Regions from separate parts of the Xenopus laevis genome. Here region 1 is linked to region 2. Evidence: chromatin contacts called from public Hi-C data. All regions are on one chromosome and are shown on one strand. The core of a region is the stretch at or near the end of the contact, and the rest is flanking DNA. Distances in the headings are between cores, read along the strand shown. Region 1 overlaps LOC108708097 (tyrosine-protein kinase Fgr). Region 2 holds the start of msra.2.L (peptide methionine sulfoxide reductase MsrA 1).

Region 1 (4,467 bases), core at 1,247-3,746, 190 kb after region 2:
GCCCTCTTATTATAAGGGCAGACACTTCACATTTTGTGTATCTGGTGGAGAACAGTAATTAAAAATATAATTCTTTATGGTAGAATATCATTCTTTCTGCTTTATCCCTATAGCAGGGGCAACCCTGTTTATTGCTTTGTACGATTATGATGCTCGCACAGAGGATGACCTGACCTTTCAAAAGGGAGAGAAGTTCCATATTATTAACAACTCGTGAGTAACTAACAAATCTTTGTCACTATATACAGGAGCTTTAAGTGCATGCTTGCAATTTATGATGAAATAGCATTTAGATACAGATATAAATATATATTTTAGCATAAAACATATATTTTGTATAATATGCATATCTGTATAATATGCTTGTCATCTATTTATTCTCTTTACAGAGAGGGTGATTGGTGGGAAGCTCGATCGCTAAGTTCTGGAAATACAGGATACATCCCCAGTAATTATGTGGCACCTATGAATTCCATTCAGTCAAAAGAGTGAGTTCAATGCTGTACTTGGTGGGAAAATGCTTAGACCAGAACACTATTTAATAGCTAACATAACTAAATACTGTTACAAAAAAAAGAGTTAATGAATCAGTCCTGATTTGTATTAATTTCTATGAATAACTTAACTTGGTTATCAGGCAAGATCTGTTTTTCTCCCTATGATAAATGTAACCACAAACTAGATAAATGTCAGAAAAATAAGAATGAAGAATTTATAGAACAATAAAGACACAAAAACATGGTGTAATATAACTAAAACATTGCAGCTACAGCGTGGATTGTGAGATTAACTGTTCTGGATAAAGGGCATGTAAAACGTGTAAACTTGTAAAACTTGTAAGCATAGATACTATGAAAAATGGAACACTTGGCTGTTCTTTGGTGTCTATGGGGGAAGTCAGAATATCTTTAATAATTTATCATGATCTACAAAACAAATATTCTGGAGGAATGGGGTTAATGGGGTTTCTATTGTACCCGTTTCCCTAATTAGCTGGTTCTTTGGAAAGATTGGCCGGAAGGATGCAGAGAGACTACTTTTGAGTGAGGGGAATCCAAGAGGAACCTTCATGATCAGGGAGAGTGAGACAACTAAAGGTAAAGCTTATGAGGATATGAGGATGCATGAGTTCAGATACTGTGTGTGTATATATATATATTTGTATCACTATACAAATATCCTACAATAATCTTATTTTTACTTTTCAGTCACCTCTCACACTTTATCACTTTAAGTGATAATCTGTCTCCTCTTACTATTAAAATTAACTAATCCTTGCAACCTCGTGTCTTTTACCTTGCACTCTATTTTCTATTTTCCATTTTTATCCACAGTTTCTTGTTTGTAGCAACTGTTTGTTCTTCACAGGTGCATACTCCCTTTCTGTTCGCGACTGGGATGCTAGCAGGGGAGACCACGCAAAACATTACAAGATCCGCAAGCTAGACAGTGGAGGATTTTATATTACAACAAGGGTCCAGTTTAATACTGTGGAGGAGCTGGTGGAACACTATGGTGGTAAGAAGACTGCACTTTATACAGAAATAACCTTTCCTTTCTGCGTGGACATTAATAATATACAGGTACCAGCGGCTATCCTTGCCTTTTTGCCCTCCTGAGACGGCCTTCCTTTGCTGCCCCCACCCCTCCTCACGACACCCAACTTTTCAGCACTGGAGGGGGTTGGGGGAGGTGCACGTCATTAGTGCAGACAGCACAATTGTGCTCTTTGCTCTAGAAGAGCCGAATTTCCGGGTTTAAAATCAGGTGGGCGATGCCGCCTGAGGCGAGTGGCTCATCTCGCATCATTGGTAGAGCGCCCCTGACAGGTACCAAGCCCAGACTGACATTCAAAATAAGCCCTGGTATTTCAAGTCAAGTACACAGAGGCCCAAACTACCCCCCAGGGGGGTGACTAAATAGAGTCTATGGCAACTTACAGCAGTCCCTCTGGCCTTTGCTAGAATTTACAGTTTGCCAGTCTGAGCCTCACGGGTGCCATAAGGCACAATATGAAGTGTGCAGCATGGGTTGTGAGAAGGAAGCAGCCAATGTAGAGCTTATGACAGACACTGGAAAATGCACATAAATAAAAAGCATTACCATCAACTTCAGGGACACATACAATTGGCCTAAAAGGAAGGTGCAAAGCTAGTATCTCATAGATTGCAGTGTCCCCTAGCAACAAGGCTTTCATTACAGAGTAGATAAAAGAGCAGATTGATTGTGAAGTGGCATAGCAGGAACAGTATGTTCAGATATGATTGCTCAGACTAGGGATGTGTTTAGATGTGACACAATGAGGTAATATTGCAGTAGCACTGTATTTTTTTCTCCTAGTGCTGCTGCCACTGCTGTGGCTAAGTTCACAATCATGGCACGATGAGCAATAAAATGCAAGAAGTCGAGAGGCAGCTAGCTCATACCATGCAGAGTTGTTAGATTCAGCCTTCTTTCAGCAGGGCCATAACATATTCTCTTATATAGAAAGTCTGCAGACACACCCAGTCACGGCTGTCCAGTGCTGTAGTACTGGGAGAGCACAGCACCCTCCCCAATGTCTATGCACAAACAGGACCAGCACACCACTTGCCTGGGGATGATCCCCTGTGGTTCTTAAGTCAAAAGTGGAAACACAACCTTTTGGAGACTTGCCCCTTAGTTAGTGTGCTGGTCCTGTTTGTGCATAACATATCTTTTGCCAGTTCACAAATCAATGTAAAGATACCAGAAATGATATCAGTACTGGAATTCATGCTTGTAAGTTAACTAGTATGTCTTATTTATAATTTGGGCCCCAGTCCCAAAAAATTCTATTTACAAAAGAATGGAAGTGTACCTAGTATTTTCTTTTTTGGTTGATCTTGGGGTGTAGAGAGTGGGTGGAAAAATTCTCTTTTTAGGGTAAGGCTCATGGCATGCACACATAACAGCACAGCTGGCTTTGGTGATTTCGCTGCTTGCATAAAAAATGTTATATGTGCCATTATCCTAATGTCGCACAGGGAGGTCACCAACTACTATTTGTAGCTTGGTAAGTATTGGTTTTATATGAGGCCCAATGTTTTATGCCTGATAAGAAATACAATTACCTATAGTTAGCTGCAAGTAATAGCTATTAATTTCCCTGTGTAACAGGAGGGTAGGTAGATGTTAGAATCCCAGTGAGTATATGATTTGGGATGAGTGCTCATCTGATGTCCTAGAAATACTTCAGACTCTAGCAGAATTACTGATATGGCAATGTTTTCATACATCCACCTTTTTATTAGCTAAAAGAGTCTCTTACCAAATATTGGGACCACTTATGGGAATTTGAATTTAAAAAAAAGTCCACAACCCACTTCCCTATGGCAATGATACATGTCATAGAGCAATACACCCCCCAAAAACACACATATAAAGGCCTCGTTTGTTACTGCAAGTGAACATGAGGAAGCACAACAATACCCATAAATTGTTGTGACTTTTCCCACGGTGCAGCATTTTGCACTACAGAATTTCAGATTAAAAGCAGGCAGCCAATGATTAAAGGGCATAACAATGTTTCTTGATTTAGTAATGTGGATGCTAATTAGAATCGTTGTTAGAAAATCACTCGCAAGTTAAGGCTGTTGTGATTGCTGGTAGGAAAGGAATCATTTCCGTGTAGTGCAGCACTAGTGATGGCTTTAAGGGCTCTTACTCACGAGCGTTTTTACCTGCGCTCCCCTGCGTTCCGTTTTTCGGTGTTCAGCCGCAGGGGAGCACAGGAATAGATGCATTTAATTTTTTCAAATGGGGCTGTACTCACACAGGCGCATGTAGGCGCTGAACGCAGGTTGAGATGCAACATGCTGCATTTTTCCTGCGTTCGGCGCCTACGAGCGCCTGTGTGAGTACAGCCCTATTTGAAAAAATTAAATGCGTCTATTCCTGCGCTCCCCTGCGGCTGAGCGCCGAAAAACGGAACGCAGGGGAGCGCAGGTAAAAACGCGCGTGAGTAAGAGCCCTAACAAACAATTTATTTGTTGCAATGTCCTATGACAAACTGGTACTGTTCCTTTTAAAAACTGTTACAAAGTAGGTTATCCAAGCCACCTTTGCTCTCATCAGGTCCAGAAATGTATATAAAAGAGCCTGAATAGAAAGACGAGTAACAAAAAATAGCAAGAACAATAAAATTGTAGTCTTACAGAGCATTTGTTTTTAGATGTGGTCAGTGAAACCCATTTGAAAGCTGGATAGATTTAGAAGACTAAGGCAAATAATTAAAAAAAGCTATAAAAATAAATAATGAAGACCAATTGAAAAGTTGCTTATAATGGTCTATTTTATAACATACTAAAAGTTAAATGGTGGTGAACCACCCCTTTAATAATACATTGGGGCGTGGTTTTGCACTTTCATTTATAAATGAGCCATATGAAGTACATATATGATCAAAAATATTTTCATGTCTTAACCCAGCTCCCCCTTCATTTCTCC
Region 2 (4,129 bases), core at 1,254-3,753:
CGCTCTTAAAGTACCAGAAGCAGCATTTTTGCTGCCCCTGGTACCTAGTGGGGCGCTGCCACCTGAGGCGACAGCCTCAACTTGCCTCATTGGCGAAGCACCCCTGTGTGTAGGGGAGTTTACCATTGTTAGCGCAGATGTCTGTGTGGTCTTTTAACTGTGGTGTGGGCGGGATCTGGGGGTGGGGTTTGGGGGCTGGCATGGGTGGGGCACAGGGTGCCCCAAAAATTTTGTTGTACGGGGCCCCGTGATTTCTAATGACGGCCCTGCTAACAAGTATCTCTGCAATGATGGTTCACCAGGTGCTATCTCTAATACATGCTGGTGTTGTTGGTAGCTAAAGGTGCACTGCATTTTACATACATACCTTGTTTTTTTAGACTCTCTCATTCTACATTCTATAATTTAAACCATGCACGGTCAGTGACTCTTGATACTAGGCATCTGGCCATATAAACCACATTAGATTTAAATGGCAATTGGAGAATAGCAGAACAAAAATGTTAGGTCAAAAGCTAGTTGCAAGCAGCATTACAATGCCATTATTTTCATCGGTGTTTCTCAGCAATTATTTCTTCATTGCTTAGGGCGCCCCTAAACTTTACAAACAAGACATATTTCATGAAACTGCTTATCAGTCAGTGCTTCACTGCTCTCCCTATACTTCTGGCCAAGTGGTATAATTAGCAGTGGCGGTACCCGAGTGCAGGATGTGCATTTAGCCCCCCTCCAGATTTGTGCTCCAGATGCATGCATACAAAGACTTCCATGCCTTATTGTACCTCCAGCAGAACCCAAGGGTAGTTACACCACTGCCTGATCACCCAGAAAGGGTGTGCTTCTTCTATTGTTCTACAATTCTTCTATTGTTTTGGGCTTTCTGTACCAGCCCAAAGCATTCACAGGCCTTTAACAGAGAAGATATGTCTCTGAAGATGCCCCAGTAGCTCCCCATCTTCTTGTTTTATCCTGATGTTTTAGAGGACATGAAAGTATCCAAAAACCTGTGGAACCAGTGAGGAGCAAATACATGTGCAGAACCTTGTAAAATAGGTCACCTTGTTCTTTAAACAGTGCCTCACCCAGTTCAAAAGCCTACTAAGCATGTGAGATCTGCTTCTTATAATGTTGTTCTACTTTTCATCTTAGCAGTCTTGTTTGGACCACATGTTAACGTAGATTTTCTATGTACTTACACACAAAGGAAAGTGGCCTTGAAATATAATTATGGTAATTTACCATTAAGGTCTTGCAGGTATTGTAGATGCTGATGTTATTTTCCAAAAAGTTACACAGTAAAGTTGGGTTGAAAAAAGTCCCATGTTTTCTCTCTCCAGGCTAACACCAATGCTTGGATTTTGAGTTATTTAGCTTTTTACTCAGCAACTCTCCACTTTGCAATTTCAGCAATCTGATTGCTAGGGTCCAAATAAATGTAGCAATCATGCATTGTTTTTAGTAAGAGACTGGAATATAAATAGGAGAGGGCCTGAACAGAAAGATGCATAAGAAGTAAGTAATGTGTAGCCTTACAGAGCATTTTTGGAGTCAGTCATCCCCATTTGAAAGCTGAAAAGAGTCAGAAGAAGGAGGCAAATAATTCAAAAAACTATGAAAAAAATGGAGATCAATTAATAAGTTTCTTAGAATTAGTCATTCTATATTATGTGCCAAAAGTTTAAATTAAAGGCGAACCACCCCTTTAAGGAGAACTAAAGCTTAACTAAAGAAATAGGCTAGAAATATTGTACATTATGTTTTGGGCTTGAGTACTAGCCCAAGGCAACCACAGCCCTTTAGCAGGAAAGATATGTGCCCCAAAATATGTCCCAGTAACTCCCCATCTTCTTTTCTGCTGATTCACTGCACATGCTCAGTGCTGATGTCAGTTATTGATCTTAGGGGCCGATTCAAAATATACCCTAGAATATAAATGTCACAATATAAGGCTGATTAGTAATTAATACAGATAATTGCTACATGGCAGCACAGAAACCAGTGCAATTAGCGTCAGAATTTAATAATCAGCCCTGTAGCATCAGCTTATATTACAGACAAACCTCATTTTCTGCTTTTTAATTTGTGACTACCCCTAAGCTTAGCTTCTCAACAGCTGATCAGAGCCCACTGAGCATGTGAGTGTTGCAGACACTTTCCAAGATGGTGACCCCCTGTGACAAGTTTGAAGTCCTGGATCATTGCTGCTATTGAGATGCTGAAACTTTAGACTGGTGCAATAAGTTCAGTATATAAAACATGGCATTTTATCCCTATTCATTTTAGGGTTTAATTCTCCTTTAAAGTTGTTGCTTATTTTTACATTCCTGGCTTAGATGCAAGTTTTAGTTGTACTGACAAAACAGGGCATCCTGAAGGCTGCCAGTCCACATAGGGGCTACCAAATAGCCAATCACAGCTCTTACTTGGCACCCCAGAAACTTTTTGCATGCTTGTGTTGCTCACCATCTCTTTTAACATTTGATTTATGGCTCATGGGTAAAAAAAGGTTGGGGACCTCTGGTATATACTCAGGGCTGTGAGGTCTTTGTTTTTGTTTTTGCATATCCCTATTGCTCTGTCACCTTGTGCTGCTAGGTCAAGAGTTAATAACCAAAGCTCCACCATCAGTTACTCATTAGCATGCCATCAACCTCTGCCCTGTCTGTAATTGCTTATATACCAGTTATTTTCCCCGTGACTCAAGTTCCTCAACAATGCTGGGTAACGTTAGATTTCCTACTGCCCAGGAGGCATTACCTGGTAGAAGCGATGCCCTACAAGTAGCGGGTAAGGACTTGCCCTATTCGGAAATGGTAGTTGATGTTCTGTCTGTGGTAGGGTACTGTGTTTGATAGGATTTTGGTTTCCCTGCAGGCAGTATATACATGCAGTATGCACACAATACTTAGTGTGCACACAGCTCTGGCTAAAGTCCATTAGGATAATTCAGGCGTTTATCATATCATTGTGTACCTAGCTGACTGGCCTGAAATCAGGCATAAGTCAATCAGGTTCAACATTTGCTCAATCTCTTTTAAGCTGGTTAAAGACAAATAAACAACCCATGAGGCCTCTCTAATTCTATCTCCAAGTAGGGTGTTCTATCCTACCTGGCAGTCTGCTCACATTTTCACATCATTAAATTGTTTGTGCTAAGGGTAATGTGTTTAACTTAATTGCAGTTCCATTCTTTTATTCTGTCAACCACCTTTCTTGTATTAACAGCATAAGCCCAATATTCGTCAGCCCTATCTGTTGCTTGTGACATTTATCACATTTTCACTAGAATGTGCTAATTTATTAAAGGGACAACATGTTAACTGGTTCTGATTCTGAAAACAACAGATGTTGCTTATGGCTTTTAATTGTGTCTCTTCAAACGTTATTGCTTAATAACATCAAACAAGTATTCTACCTTTTTTTATGCAAATATAATTATACATTTATTATAGGCCTATCATAGAGGTGCGGCCCTAGTAATGGGCCCGTGGGTGTCTATATAGAAAATATGGACAAATGACCACATATGAAAACAGTCCAAATTCCAGAACCCACCAGCACACCCTGGCCTCTCCAGCATAAGTTGGCCCGGTGCACAGTCAGAAGGGATCGGCAACCCCAATTGTAGTCAGCGTAATAAAAGAAAAACTGGCACTCAGAGCTCAATGCATGCGGGCAAAGCCCTGCGTGTTTATTACAATGTCATTGTAATAAACACGCAGGGCTTTGCCCGCATGCATTGAGCTCTGAGTACCAGTTTTTCTTTTATTACACATATGAAAACACTCATAGTTTCCAGTAGCAAGTGCATCAGCTGAGTTGGCAACATTCCCTCTAATTTCTTGAAAGGTGTGAATAAAATATTCAACGTTCTACACACGTTCTAGAATCACAACTTGTGCTAACAATTTAGTTTTGCAGGAAAATAAAAGGGAAAAATACTGGTAGCGAGTTTAAAGCAGAATATTTGAGTTATTATTTGACCCATAGCAACCAATCAGATCTTTGCTTTCAAACAGCATGTCAGTTGACATAGGTCACTAGAACTGGAGAACATTTTGCATCTGACATTTTATTAAGGGGCTATATAACTTCTAGTATGATGTAGACACTGATATTGAATTGCTCT

Evidence for each region. A called contact is a pair of places that touch in the nucleus more often than the background predicts.
Region 1: a contact with region 2 is called in a Hi-C map of the XTC cell line, with 3 times the contacts expected there. The contact joins the enhancer-like site here to the promoter of msra.2.L in region 2. A contact is called at or near these places in 2 of 4 Hi-C or Micro-C datasets (the XL177 cell line and the XTC cell line).

What each region holds. Positions count from the first base shown.
Region 1 is chr2L:60,605,510-60,609,976 of Xenopus_laevis_v10.1, forward strand. It overlaps LOC108708097 (tyrosine-protein kinase Fgr), which reads left to right. Exons shown (of 13, transcript XM_018246425.2): 4 at 114-213; 5 at 390-488; 6 at 994-1,097; 7 at 1,369-1,518. Among protein-coding and RNA genes, the nearest start is that of LOC108708097, 24 kb to the left of the region's middle. Within about 2 kb of position 2,497, at least 2 of the 7 cell types and tissues checked have an H3K27ac peak or open chromatin away from gene starts, as enhancers often do.
Region 2 is chr2L:60,416,528-60,420,656 of Xenopus_laevis_v10.1, forward strand. It overlaps msra.2.L (peptide methionine sulfoxide reductase MsrA 1), which reads left to right and starts at 2,504. Exons shown (of 6, transcript XM_018246421.2): 1 at 2,504-2,787. The coding sequence starts at 2,715. gngt2.1.L (guanine nucleotide-binding protein G(I)/G(S)/G(O) subunit gamma-T2) reads right to left here and starts at 2,867. Exons shown (of 3, transcript XM_018246422.2): 1 at 2,758-2,867.